Regions from separate parts of the Mus musculus genome. Here region 2 is linked to region 1. Evidence: chromatin contacts called from public HiChIP or PLAC-seq data. All regions are on one chromosome and are shown on one strand. Each heading gives the region's core, a stretch centred on a gene start, on an enhancer-like site or on the middle of the called end of the contact. The rest is flanking DNA. Distances are from core to core; before and after follow the strand shown.

Evidence for each region. HiChIP or PLAC-seq counts read pairs in DNA pulled down with a chosen protein or histone mark.
Region 2: a contact with region 1 is called in an H3K4me3 HiChIP or PLAC-seq map of embryonic forebrain, with 3 times the contacts expected there. The contact joins the enhancer-like site here to the promoter of Epha3 in region 1. A contact is called at or near these places in 6 of 39 promoter capture datasets (the 3T3-L1 cell line, cranial neural crest, embryonic stem cells and 3 more) and 3 of 115 datasets of contacts at active chromatin or transcription factors (astrocytes, embryonic forebrain and embryonic midbrain).

The regions. Positions count from the first base shown.
Region 1 is chr16:63,861,278-63,868,878 of GRCm38.p6, forward strand. Epha3 (Eph receptor A3) reads right to left here and starts at 2,898. Exons shown (of 17, transcript NM_010140.4): 1 at 2,683-2,898. The coding sequence starts at 2,770.
Region 2 is chr16:64,064,878-64,072,478 of GRCm38.p6, forward strand. No RefSeq gene overlaps it. Among named protein-coding and RNA genes, the nearest start is that of Epha3, 200 kb to the left of the region's middle. Within about 2 kb of position 4,399, at least 47 of the 459 cell types and tissues checked have an H3K27ac peak or open chromatin away from gene starts, as enhancers often do. A contact at or near this core is called in embryonic forebrain, where this site is marked.

The DNA of each region.
Region 1 (7,601 bases), core at 1,648-4,147:
ATTAGAAAGTCACATAATTAACTGATGAACTGGGACATTCACGCAAACTCTTAAGTTATTTTTCTTTACTTTGGACTCCTGGAATTTCAATAGTTTTATTTAGCCATCTCATTTTTTTTTTTTTTTTTTTTGTTAAAACTCCCATAAAGATGAGTTTCTTAGCAATCAGCTCAATGGCCTGGTTTTGTTCATCCAACTTTGTCATGTCTATCCCATGATAGATAGGAGAATATATGTTAGTAAATATGTTGCTGCAGGTTTTCTGTAGTTTTAAAGCACGTTAGGCATCACATTTCAAGTATAATTTATTTTCTTATATATAAGGAGCTCTTTATATAGCTTCCTATATAGCCTCTTCCTATATAGCTTTAGGTTTCAAACTACTGATGAAACAAGAAAGCAGCATTAACTGGTTGACTTTATCTTAGCTATATAGGAAAGCTACGTTATCTGGTTCTCTTTATCTTAACTCTATCTATGAGTCCAGCTTACTGCATGGAAATTGTGGCACAGATCAGAAATTTTCACTTCCCATATGACTCAACTCAACTGCTTAGGGCCAAGATATTTGATAAATATTTAAAGTCTCATTGAAGTGTTATCTAACTTAAACTAATCATTTTAACTTTTGTTTTATCCTTGTAAAGAGAGCGAGACAGCCATATGATAGTGTCTGAAAAGACCAATCCTGTGAACAATAGATACATAAAACTTTCAGCTAAGCCAATTAAATACTATATTAGTTTTATAAGTATTTTTACCATTATAGCTCTATGGTATTAATACATGACTATTTACATACACTATTCAATTATACATATATAAAGTGGTTTAATGGTAATTAAGATTTAATTATACTTATTACATTAAATTAATAGGCATTGCTTTTATATGAGTATGAATAAAACTAAGGTCATTATTATTATTATTTGCAATTTAAAGTGAGGTTAAGTTGACCATAAACGTAAGTTCATCTCTATCCTACACATCACTAATTCAGTGAGATCATTGTCTGGGTAGTCCGTACACATTCTATTTGGAAAAAGACAACTCAGCAAAAATAAATAAATAAATAAAAGTGCCAGTTATATTATTTTCTAGTTATTGTTAGTATTTTAATATATTGAGAAAAATATTTTAAAAGAATTTAACATACTGCTGTGTTACTCATGCGCAGATGACCACTCAGGATGACCTTTCTTTCAAGAATGGCTGATGATTATTTTTAAGTGAACATTTTAATTTGTATTACTAAATAAGTGATTTGTGGAAAAAATCAGTTTTCCCATCTTCATGATGAAAAGAAAAACAAACAAACAAACAAACAAAAAACCACTACTTCTCTACTGAAAAGCAAACAAAAAATAATAAAACCAGTCAGACTGATAAAGGCAGCCAAGGCACTAAGGAAAGAAAATTAAACTGTCCCATTAGCGTGAAAGTGGGTCACCAAACATGGGAAGCGGTCTTTGTGCTAATGGGTTTACATACATTTTTCTTTCACATGGGCATAAGCATAATGTCTACAACATTGGCTCTACAAAACGTTTTTAAGTGAGTGTTGTACAGCTACTGTGCTCCCTGCACTTCAGCTGTCCTCTATTGTTAACTTGCTCGATACAATTCTCAATGTTCAAAATCATTAAGAGGAAATTAAAGTTGTAAGTGTTGCTGCAAGGCAATCAATTATTCAGAGAAGTTGTCTTAAGAGTTTGTATTCACAAATCATTAAAACTAGATAATGAAAAGTCTGAAAAAAATATCATGAGTCTGCTCAGTATCCACGAAAACAAATATTCTCAATATTAGGTTTACACTTTGATCCATTGAGAATGCAAGGATGCCCGTTACACTGACAATAATTAATCCAGCATCAAGGAAATGCCGTTAGCTTTCCATGAGTGTTCTTTCTAATTTGCTAGTCTGTTATTTACTGTATCTACCCAGGAGCTAATTATCAATCAATCATTAAATGCATCCTTCTATGTGTATGAAAGGCCTTTTTACAAAAGAACCCAACTTAAGCTCACTGTATATCCCTTGAACCATCACTGCTGTTAATAATGTGGCATGCATATGCTACCCATGAGAACCTGTATCGCTGAGCACAGCATCGCCCGGCGGGATCCACAGCACTTCAATAAGGCGGTTGTAACATAAACACATGCACACACGCGCGCACTCAAACACCTCGGGTCCAACGAGCCCCCTTCTCTCCAGTCCATTCATAAGTGCCAAAGGGTGTAAGCAGGAGCAACCTGTCATTATCTTTAAAACACACCGCGGGGATCTCAAGAGAGGCTAGCCTTTTCTTTGAAACTTCTCAAAGAACCACATGGTCATAATTAGAAAATAAAATACTGCCTTGGCTATTTGGCAATTAACAGTCTGGGTTGTTAAAAAAAGAAAAAAAGAAAAAAAGAAACCGAAGGTTTTCTTTCTTTCTGGTTCAAATTGGTAAATGTGGTAATCACTTGAATCGCTCGCTATCAGATTAAAAACAGATTTATTATTATTTTTAAAGGTTTCTACAATCCCAAGACATCCCCCAAAAGTGTTTTGGGATTGCTACTGGGCAAACAATCTTTTCGCTGCCACTGCTTTCTGGGCATCTCAGGGAACAGCGCCGTCCGGGGGCTGTGGGCTCCGCTCCGGCGGGAGCGGCGCGGTTACCTGGCTTACCTTCGTTGGAAGGCTGTGGGCTCAGTTCTCCGGAGCAGCTGAGGACGCAGCAGCCGAGCAGGACGAGGATGGAGAGGTGACAATCCATGTTGCTGGTGCACCGGGCAGTGAGAGGAGCATATCTCCGCGAAGCATACCACTGATGTGAGGGGGAGCGCTCTGATTGCTGGAGAAGTTACCATGCTCCGCTCGCAGTCTGATGTCAAGTTTGACACTGGAGATAAGGAGGAGTCTGGCTGCCTTTCTGCGAACCCCGCTCGGGGACTTCTCTGGGTCCTAGTGCCGTCGCCAGCGGGCGCTGAAGAAGAGCAGGGCAGCCCCATGGCTGGCAGCCAGCTCCGTTCCACGGAGCTGCGGAAGAACGCAGAGGGGTGGAGGTCGAGAGTGTTGCTGGTGGGGTAGGAAAGCCAGAAGATGTGCTGGGACAGCGACAGCGACGGAGAGTCTTGGGAGCCATTCCGTTTTCACGGGAAGGCAGCTATTTGTTTGCTATACTTGATCAGTTGCCTATTTCTGAAAGATCCCTATTAGAGGTACTGTGAGTTGAAACTAATGTTCAAAAAAGTAGTATTGTTTTTAAAAGTGGAAGACGTTCATTCAATTATTGTAGAACGACAAAGACCATTGCAATTAATCCGTTTACTGTGTTCTGTGTGTTCACAGTCCTCTTAGTGATTCAACAAGATAAAAGTAGACTGCTCAGTCTACCACATGGTATTGGGGCTGTTAAAGGCATTTGATACAGCAATCTCAGCTGAAACAGAGAGGTCACAGTCAGGTTCTGAACACTGGCAAATAGCCGTTGCCCTCCCAGGACAGGAACAATCCTAGCCAAAGCCATAGCTTCAGACTACCACTCATTCCATCGGATGGTTGCTGGATTTGCAATATAAATCGAAAGTCCTGAACAAGGAATGCTCCTGCCTACAACTAGCTAGCACTAGAACTTTCCTGTTTTGTGAGACTCGGAGATTAACTCATAGCTCCCTGTTCTGCCTTCCAGCTGCCACTAATCTGGGACTATTTGAAGGCTGCTCTTTTAACGCTGAAAAATCCAGTATTTCCTAGAGAACAATGTCCTTGGACTTGCTAAATTACTTTGCATGATGGTTACAAACGGTCTCATGCTGAACAACCTCACTGCAACCTACTTCAGCCATGTAATTTATCCAATTTCTACTTTAAGATCTCTTTTGAATTATCTTTGAAATAGGTCCCAGAAAATGATTCCTCACCAACCCTCTCAACCACCCATCCATCTCAGCCTATCCTGAAAAGGAGCAAGATGACTTCCTTACACGGCTTCAAAACGGAAAATTAGGTTGACAACGTTAACGCCAGTGATCAGTGTTAGAGCCCTGAGAAGGGAGACGGAGTAGGTTTTTAAGGGTCCTGATAATAAGATGTGTATTTCACAAGCACTCCACTTTCTATGACCCTGGAATTTAGGCTAATGGCTTCTGATACTCTTTGTTGACTGTTTGGTAAAGATGGGTTGGGTTGAAGAAGCCAGATGGAAGAGACTGATTCTGTTCACACTTCCTCGAGAGACTTGTCTCCCTAACTCCTTCTCACATTAGGCCACCAGAGGCTGTAGAGCCCACCAGTGCTAAATCTGACTCCATTGAAAATAAGGTTTGTTGACCAGAAAATGGAGAGAGTGGGGATTGCCTCATAATGTTTGCAGTTCCACAACAGTTACATTGCTTCATAGCTGGATATGATTTTTTTTTTTTACTGAGAGTTTGAAAGAAATGACATTTATTTCAGATTGCAATTTAAAAGCATTTGGAAAGGTCATGATGGTATGCTGGTCTTTATGAACGTATTACTTCCTTTCCTCTCACTATCCCATTATTTCTCTTTCACATCTAACATCTAACAACCACCTGGGATGGTGAAAAGGTTGTTCATGTTTGAACAATGTTACAAGTATGCAGAAATGGAGTTTAAAGCAATGCCTGAGCTAGGCACACTATGTAAGCTATCTAGGATGTCTCAGTTGTAGACTCCTTAATCCAAAAAGACAGCAGAAAAAGAGAGGTCCCAAAGCTGAGAGTGTAGCCCAGTTGGTAGAGTGCTTGCATGAGGACCTGAGTTCTACACCCAGTATTACATAGGCAGGGTGTGTAACACAGCGTTTGGAGGATGGAGGAAGAAAAACTTCTCATTACACACTGAATTATATGACATCCTGGGCTACATGAAATCCTGCCTCTAAAATAAAAAGAAGGAATGAATAAGTAAAAGGAAGGAAAGAAAGAAAAAGAAAGGAAGAAGGGAAGGAGGGACGGAAGAGGGGGGGAAGGAAGGAAGGAAGGAAGGAAGGAAGGAAGGAAGGAAGGAAGAAAAAAGAAGTTGCAAAGATTTATAATCTCAGGATTATTTTAGATAGATGTGAAAAGAAATTCAGGTCAACAGACAGACTAGCAAGTAAGATTGGAAGTACAGACATGATTGCAATGGATTCTTGTCCTCCCCAAAAAGTGGTGTTGAAATATAAGGAGAGGTAAACATTTAACAGTTCAAGAGTTCAGAAGACACTGTTAGTAGACAGAAGGAGCATAAACAAAATTAGAGTGATGTCCAATAGAGGGGAAATACTTTTAAAACCCCAACATGCATGCAACACAGTGTATTTTTGTCAGGAAGAGAGATAGCATCAGAGGACAGGAGGAAAGCCAGAGTTGATGGTGGCTGTTGGGGAAATATTCTCCATGGGGTAGACTGAAAATGGCATAGAATTTCCTTGCCACAAGTCAATGTGTTCGTAACCTATTCTAGGCTAAAGAGAGCAAACCCAAAAGCAGAGGAATAAATGGATTCTGTCTGAGGTTTAGGAAATTATTATCATCCCAGGATAAACCAGGGCTGTGTCACATGGTGTGGAAGGGCTGACAATCCTCATTGAAAGGGACACTGTAACCCAGACATTTTTGACTGAACCCACTGCTGAGTGAGGAAAAAGTCCAATACAGAACAGTTACATCGGAAGTCATTTATAAAGTAAAGCTGAGGACAGGTTAGGACTAGGAGCTAACCGAAAGAATGAGGACCTAGATGGGGAAGAAACTACATTTTGTTTTTTCAAGAATAGCAGAGTTAGCCACCCAACTTAGCAGTTAGAGGAACATTCCTGAAAGAGATAGCAGTGGAACTATATCCAGGAAAGGCAGCAATGGTGGGTATCATTGAAATGTGCGTCAGAAATAGAGTGACCATGAACAACCAGCTTCCTGGAGGAAACAGACTTCTGTTATTAGAGCAGAGATGCTGAGCTGATGTCAGATTAGCAGAGAAGAGAGAGGACATCATGGACGGATCCTGGTGTCGATTCTAAGAATGCTAGGGACCTAGGACTGTGGGGGTGATTTGGACTATAGAAGTCTTAATCTGCACTTTAAAAACAGGAAGAATGTTACTTTAAAAAATAGCCATAGTGAGAGGAGGTAATACCCCAGCACTCCTGTGGTTGACATAGCTGTCACTGTAGGTCACCTGTAGAGCTCCTCATTCAAGCCAGTCTACATGCAGTTGGACTGTCTGCTCTCTTTTGGTGAGATTTTGACCCCAATATATGCTATCATTTAGGGATAGTGTAAATGTTATATGATGGTTAAGATGTTATCCTTATGTCTGACATATTAAAAAGTTTTAGTACACTTTATAAAAAAAAAACAACAAATCACTAGCCAACGTGCAGTCTAGATTGTATGATCCTGAGCAGCAATAGAATTTTAAGCCACACCAACATAAGTGAGAAAAAAAAAAGCTGGCAAAACTTCACAATAGTTTTATTTTAAGACATGGAAGATCCTGGTGTCTATGTAGCCTTTTAAATTCTTATGTGAACACAAAAAAAAATGATTTGAGGAGAGAAAATGGTGGAGACCATTATGTTAAGTCTAGTAGGAATAACCCAAGATCAAGTCAAGGGAAATGAACTATCAGGGGACAGAGACCTTAGGTGGGTTGTTGTCTTAGCAATTATGCGTTTCCAAAGATAGCCAGGTATATACATGGAAGGAAAGGTTAGTCAGGAAGACCAGTTGGCTGAAGAAAAAGCTGTAGCACATACCGATCTTTAACATCTCTTGGCAGAAATGGGAACACGGAGCTAGGAGAGATGAACTCATTAGAAAACTATTGAAAGTTTTCACAGGCAAGCAAGTTCCTGATAAATGAGTGAGCACTGGCTGTGGAAAATTCTATGATAAACCCTTGCCTCTGCCCTGCACTCTGCAACTGTGGCCAATGTCACAGCTGTCCTCTGATTACTGGCCTCCTCTTCTCAGGATATCTGAAGAATGATTCTGAGTACGGTGACTCCGATTGGCCGAGGACTCATAGCCTAACAGATGGACAGTTGAGAAATTCTGGGTTGGTTGCATTCTGATTCCAGGGCTGGTACTGCTTTTTTACTTGTCTTGACACTTGTAACATTGTACAGACACACATCTCATCTCTTTTCATGTTTTAACGATCTTAAATATTTCATTTGCTCTTAGAGTTCGCACAAACACAGAGACACAGACATGCACATACATGTGCACACACACATTCACACACATAAAAACACATATGCAAACACACACACACAGACTCACACAGGTGCACACACACATAGACACACAGGTGCACACACACACAAACAAACATGCACACAAGTATTGTGGACTACAATATTATATTCAGCCATCAATATATGCCACTTATAATTTCTATCTTTTCATATATCATCAGTTCTGTGTTGGAAATGTTCACTCCCTTCTCTGGTTATCTTGAAAGAGACAATTAGCTCCATGCACTGAACTTGGTAATGTTGTATATTAGAATCCCTTCACCCTTAGGTCTTCCGGTTCCCCTTATATTCCTTCTCATTCTGCCCTATTACTGCCTCCTATGCCAGCCTCCTTACT
Region 2 (7,601 bases), core at 3,149-5,648, 210 kb after region 1:
AAACTATATATTTATAAGTACTTTTCTCTTGCATTTATTAATTCAGAAATCCTTTTTCTCTGTGTGCATCCAACTAATTAATTAATTAACAATTTAGTGTTAATATATGAAAGAAATCAATTAGGTATTCTTGGAAATTAATGATGCATGTATTTTAATAAAGATCAAACTTGTTTGAATAAGGGATGTTAATGCTGCAGAACGTGAGATCAGGGCAGATGTCAGAATAGAAGTCATATTTTTCTAATTTGATGTGTAGGGAGACCAAGAGGCGAAGTCTCATTCAGTGTCATGAAGGTCAAAGGTGGTCCATAATCATGGCATAAGTCATAGAACGGCACTCTCCTTTGCAAAGACATTGCTATATAAAGGCAATGAAATAGCACCAAGTTGGAAACTGATCTTGGTTTTGATTTCTAAGAGCTTTCATCAGGACTGCCTGTGTTTCCGACGACAATACAGAAATCCACAGGATACTGAGCCTGATTTTAAACCTAGTGTGCCTTAAGGTGGCACAGGCAGTTGAAAGAGGAAAGCACATTGGGAGGTTTGCATCAATGTTCAGAGAAAAAAGATTAGTAGTAACTGTGTCAAGAGAAACAAGAGGGAGGACTTGTAGTAGAGAGAATGATAATGAAAGATTCAAACACTGCTTTCAGAATTGGCCACAATTGTAACATACTGTGTAAAAAAAATTTTTTTGGTTAAGTTCTTTTATTTTTTAATTTTTTTCTTCATTTACATTTTCTTCATTTACATTTCAAATGCTTTCCCAAAAGTCCCTCATACCCTCCCCACCCCGTAAAATTTTAAAATGAAAATTATTTTAAAATTTGTGCTACTAAAGACTTCAACAGCTACATATTTTTACTGATCGATCTCATTTAATGTTTATATCTCATCTTGCAAGTTATATGTAAAGCATTATATAATATACATATAAAATAATTGTTTGTGTAAGTAATGTATAACACAAAATTTTACCAATAAAAACTTAGAAACACAGTTTTCAGAATAAGTCTGTGATTTTTAGTGTCCACATATCATTCCTTAACTGATATTTCTCTTAATATTCTGATATGTATTTCAATATAATAGCACATGGATTAAGGGATATGGTAAACTATCACCTCTGTTTATATGTCTTAAAAGTAGTCGTTATATTCCAGAATTAAGTCTGTATGCTTTTCCCCATTTAATGTATTATTAGAGGACTGAAAAGGCTACTTTTCAAAACCTCTTTCTTCACCAGAAGTTTCCCCCTTAACATAGTAAAATGCCATGAACCGCTATCAGGTAATCACATATAGTCATAAATACGTGAAGCAATGTGAGTGTTAATCTACTAACTGCTTTCCATTTGTTATATTTTGTAATGTATATGAATATCAGAGAGACCCAACTGTATATCCTAAACCTATGCAACTTTGACTTGGCAATTACATCAGTAAAGCTCAGAAGGGCATCACTAAAATGACAACAGGCTTTCTGTATGCATTACCCTGAAGAGAACTAAGAATGTCCCATGAAATACCATCTAGGGCTGGTGAGACACTGTACTTTACACTGCCTATGATCGTCTATGCACTCCTTCTCCACAGCTCTCAGCCACACTTGTGCATGTATCTACCAGCTGTTATTCACCTCGGTTCCTTCTAAGCCTAGGGCTTCTGTCTCTGCCTCATTTCTTCTCTCCCTTTTTTGCATATTAGTTTTATATTTCCTGTGAAATACCACATTAGAAGCACGCATATATATATATTTTTACATCCACAATCTTATTTTACTTTTAAAGATATTACACTTATATTTGCTCTCACGTAGTGGGGAACAGTCTTAAAAGTTGATTCTTTGTTTACAATATTTAATGAAAATAAGAAACTTTTTGACCAAATTTATCCACAAGGCCAATGAGTACTCAGTATATAGAATGATTTAAAAGGAACTAGAGCCATAAAATATCATAAATTAAACATACATCTTAGTAAAAGAAAACAAGTCTTTGCATCAGCATGTAAATAGAATAGCAAATAATTATTACAGAATAGCTAATTTAATCTAAGCATAACTAGTAAATAATGAGTGTATTTTTTTAATAATCCAGAGTTAATCTCAGTTTTATTATACACAACTTTAATTTACTGGCTATTTAGCTCATACATGATGTACTCTTGATCCAGGAAGAGGAAATATTCTGTAATCTGTGCATGGAGCTTTCAAACTTTACCTCTTCTGTCCCAATTGCAAAGTGAATTGTTATATTGCTTTGTAATCCTAATTCTTCAGATACAATAAAAAAATATTTCATCTACAAATGACATTGTACATTATAGGTAAACATGTATATTTTAAAATGAACCTATAGAAAATTATGTGACTTTTTGGCTTTACTGCCTTTATAAAAATTTTATATTCATTTTTTAAGATTATCTTTACCAAATCAAAGACCTTTAAGATTATTTTTACAAAATGTAGAAAATATCTATAGAATTTTATTAAACTGGTAGTGTTGTATAACATGTCTTAATATTTCTTTGTGCCCAATGGAACTATGTTATAGAAAATCAGATTTATGAAGATATAAAACTAATGCACGTAAGCATGCACTCATGGTGTTATTAAGAAGTGAAAGCCATGTTAAGAAGTTAGAAATGTTCACAATTTGCAACACGGACAAAACCTGCACAAGATCAAGTCAGACAAAATCCTAATGGGAAGGAAAAGAGAGAGAAAGGACGTCCCAACTGGAGATGAGGAAGCACTGGCGTTTGGTTGCTATTGAGGGAGAGGAAGTCAGTTTTCTTGCATGGAGTGATGCATGGGATACCAGCCAAACCCCATGGCACATCCTACGTCTAGAAGTAGTCACGTGACACAAACTGGACTCAACGGATTTTTTTAAATAGACAAAGAGAGGAGGTTAGGAGGTGCTGAGTGGACAGGCAGGTAGGGAAAATCTGGGAGGAGTCGGAGGAAGGGGAATAAATGTGATCAAAACACAGTATATGAAATTCTCAAAGATTAAGTAGAAACATCATTTTTAAACATTGTTACAGGTGCACACTATTAGGCCAAAAGTGTCCATGTTTTCTATGTCAGTGATTTTAATGTTTCTGCATGTAAAATACTTGTAATTTGCTACATAGTTAAAGGATTATCTGCATCTTAGTTTCTGCTATAAAATTTAAAACTATGAGAGTATGTGAAGATTATGGATGTATCAGATAACTATCACAGAGCTGGATTCAAGACACTGAATTTATTTTCATGGAATTATTGCTACACACATGAAACATTTCTACTTTACCTATTGCTTGTGTCCTATGTTGGGAAGAATAGGGTCCTTTTTTAGGTAGCACATAAAGTAATAAATGACATACATTTTTGAGACTTCTTTAATTTTTCTATTTGTTGTAACTCAGGACTTGTAAGTTTTCTCTCAAAATGTAGTATCTCTTTCGTATAAATATGACACATAGCGTATCAGTCAAAGTCTATGGCAGGTCCACATCTTATCAGTCAACCTAGACCAAAATTGCATATGATCACCTTCTCATGGTACTCTAAAAATTTCAAGTCGATGAAACTGATATTATTGTGTCAAACCAGAGAACATTTAATTTGAAATTATTATCATTAATAAGTCATGGAAGAGACAACCTGAATAACCCGTGGTTTTTATATAAACAAATATTTGATTGATGAATGAAAGTCTTCCACGGGGAGAAAATGTTTGCAAGTTATCTGTTGGCTATCAAGTAAGAAAAAGTCTCCCAGTGGTCTTTAACATGGAACAGACAAAGTCCCCACAATATTTTGTTTGGCACCAAGAGTGCATGTTTAGGAAACCAAAGATGCTCCTGATTACAGTTGCTTGGGATTAGCGAAGGAAGCTGAATAAAATGTAAGGCGGATTTTAAATATTGCAGCACCATTTTTCTGTTTTAGTGAATAATTGGTAACACTAGATTACATGATTTGCAGAGCCCCCAAGTTGCTGTATTTTCATAAGGAAAGTTCCTTTTCATTCAGGCTTAATAAGCTTGGCCTATATCAGCTTTTCTCACATCAACCCAAGTGTCACATTTGGGCTGGGCGAAGCTTGTTAGCAGTAATTACCAGCAGTAGGTTCTATTATTTGCCAAAGTAATTTTCACTGCTAAGTACCACCAAAACTGCCTCGAGCCTTTAATTTTTTTTTCTCCCTTCCTCTTGCCTTCCTTGGCGTTCTTTTAACTGAATGCATTTTCCCATGATGCTGCTCTCTGTAGTGTGGGACAAGGCACAGGCGAGGTGCCGGGTATCAATGTGCTCCTGAGACACGGGGTCAGGCCCAGGGAAAGTCTTTCACAAACAGAGCCTGAACTCTATTACAGATGCAAATCCACTCTCTGAGTGAGGATTGTTTCAGCCACATAATGGGGCCCGCGGAATACCACAGCAGCGCCCTTTCAGCATGGGCCCTTTGTCTGAGTCTTAGCAAATTTCAGCAGCCTGTTTAAACTCCCGCTATTGTCCCCATCCCTTCATTGATTTTTCTGCCTGCCACCATCTCACAATAGGCTGATATGAACATCTTTGTTACTGCTTTTGTACTGTATATCAGAGTAATGTTTCAGCAGATTGAGACCTAGGAGGAAGAATTAAACCCCGTACTACACAGCGCATGATGAATTGCAGGATTTACATATCATTTTAAGACTTTGAGGATGGGGCTCACTGCTGAATGCTGTTGGTGTCTCAAAGGATGTTGTCCAAAGACAGACTGACAGAAAAGGAAGTGATTTAGATAGTCCCTGACAGCTTAATACACAAAATACAAAGTGTGGAGATTCACAGGAATTCAACCCTTTTCACACACAGAGCATATCTGACTCTGAATCTCAGGATGGATCCTGTAATTATCTAACTTTATAATGGCCCAAGTTAAGGGAAGAGCACATGATATGAATCCATCTCTTGGATTCTATTACTTGTGACAGACATAAAATCTTCCCTTGTTTGGGAATTTCTTGCTGGAAGAATGGTGTCGGGGTTTACAGTGATGGTCACTTCTAAAATATATCATCTTCCTATAAAAACGAGTGATCTTAATTCAGTATTAATATATGGTTCTCACCCGTTATATCTAGTTGACCTGAAAATGAAGAATCACTTTTAGGTCAATATTGAAAAATAATCATAAAGATAATCGAAGGACATTTCACAGTAGGTTTCTAATGTTCTTAAGATAAATCAATGTGTTGAATCTGCAGAGTTCCAAGATAAGAGTACATTCTTCCATTATGGATTTCAAAATGCCAATCAGGTTTCTGAACACTGATTCTGAACACTGAGTTAGGAAAGAGATGAACCCAAGCTGATCAAGTTCATTAACTAAGTTTAATCATATATATATATATATATATATATATATATATATATGTTCTTGTGATGATATATATCATAAGTGCATGAACTCGGTTGGAGGATGATATCCAATGTTATAAAACAGAGCCCATCTCGAGGAGAGCATCAGCTTGGTTGAAGGATGCTATAGAGATGCATGAACATCATACAATGATGCAGAACATGTTGTAATTACAGTGGCCTATAATCTAAAAGATACCATTGGTATGGTTGACATAGTTTAGTTTTTGACTATGTTGACTTTCTTTTATTTTAGCAGTATGTCTGTCTTTATATGGTATGTGATTGGCATCAAGATGAAGGTGTAGAAACAAATGAATAGACCTATTCCAGAAGTATCTAAGAGATGGGCAGGTGAAACACAAGGTTATTAATTTTTAATTAACATTATTACGTTCTTAAAAGAAGAGTCCTTTAGTTATGTTTAAGAACTCTTAGTGCATCCTTTGACGTGCACATTAAGATAAGTCTCCTCTTGGATGTGTATTTGTAAAGCATTATCAGATTTTTTTTAATATGCGGTGGCATCACTTACATTCTAAACATTACTGAATTGGATTGCTTATGACTGAGTACACAGGACAGTTTCACATTTCCTTCCCACTGAATCTACTGCCTTTTCTGCTTCAAATTCGTTCCTATTACTTGTTGAAATTCATAAATGAGTGGCCACAGGTTTTTTTTTTATCAAAAGTGTACTTTCCCATATATTGTTTATTATTTGAACACACATTTTTACTGATCTAATAAGAGTTCCAAGCAACAACACCAATGTAATATTGAGTTTTCTATTGTCAAAAAAAAGTCAAGCTATCTTGACAAATACTGACTAAACTAGAATTTACTGACATCACGCCTAGGCCTCTTCTTCCTGTCTGTGCCATTGAAATCTTTATATTGAGTTGTGGCTTAATATCAAGTTCCTTTCATCCTTGCATTTTCAATAAGCATTCACAGCAGTTTACTGCCAACATGCTGTTGTCTAAATGAACTTGAACAAGATGAAGCTCCCTGTTTTTCTCAGCAGTGCTTCCAAATTTGTGAGTTTTCCTTTCTAAAGAGGGTTTTTCTGTCTCTGAGAATTTACTACTGTGAAGAAAGTATGACAAACATGTACATCAGATGCTCACACATGCATAGATTAAAAAAAATCCCATGCAGAGTTATCAATTGAAATAGTCTCATAAAACATCTTAAATAATTAAAAATATAGAGGATGGATAACACTAAGAATCTAGGGTAGCATATAAATCAAATGATGGCAATATCGACACACCATGATATGAAGCTTTTTGCAAATGATGTCTGCAGGAGCTAGGAGAGAGAAAATTGGTGATACCAGGCATATCAAACATACTCCAGGCATGCTCGTGGGTGTACATGAAGAAGACATCAAAATATGTTATATCCCTCTGACCTGGAGCTGCGGGTATCTGATTAGTTACTTAGGTGCTGAAACTCAAACTCTAGTCGTCATGATTGTGCAGTAAATGCTTGTAAATCTTGTGCATCTTTCAGCTCCTAATTCTGTCAGTTAATTTCCTTTTGCACAGGCTCTAATGCATATGAAAGCAGCTTCCAAAATGGCTTCCTAGTAGTGTTTTTAACTATGTCTCCTTTGGATATTTATCACTGATTATACTTTTGTATATTTTATACAGTTTAACAGTTACAGTAAAAATATTCAAAACAGATACATTTATGTTGAAGCCTAATTGTTTTTTTTTATCTTCTTTTGATTTATAAGAATGTTTACTAAGTGAGGAAATGACATAAAATCCACATGTGCAAATTCAGTGAGATTTCATCTTTCAAAATATTCTGTCCATGCCCAGCTATGGAAAGAACTTCCCAAGGGTTTTAGAAGCAGGGTTCAATCATGTTAGATTTAGTTCATTTCTTACCTCCTCAATTACTTTTAGAAGTTCCATTGTGAATTGATGAGTTGCTAGCTATGTTTTATCATATACTATTTACAGTTCATCCTCCACAGAAATCTAAAATGATCTTAAACTTTAAACACAACCCATTGTGGGGAATCAGATATAAAAGCTCTCTCGATTTAACCCAAAACTTATGAATGATCTGGGCATGGGGATGAGTTCCTAGATAAAACATTGAAAGAGTTTCAGTGAAATTAAGATTAGACTTTAGGCTCTATTAAAATGTAAAACGTATGTTGAGGCAAATGT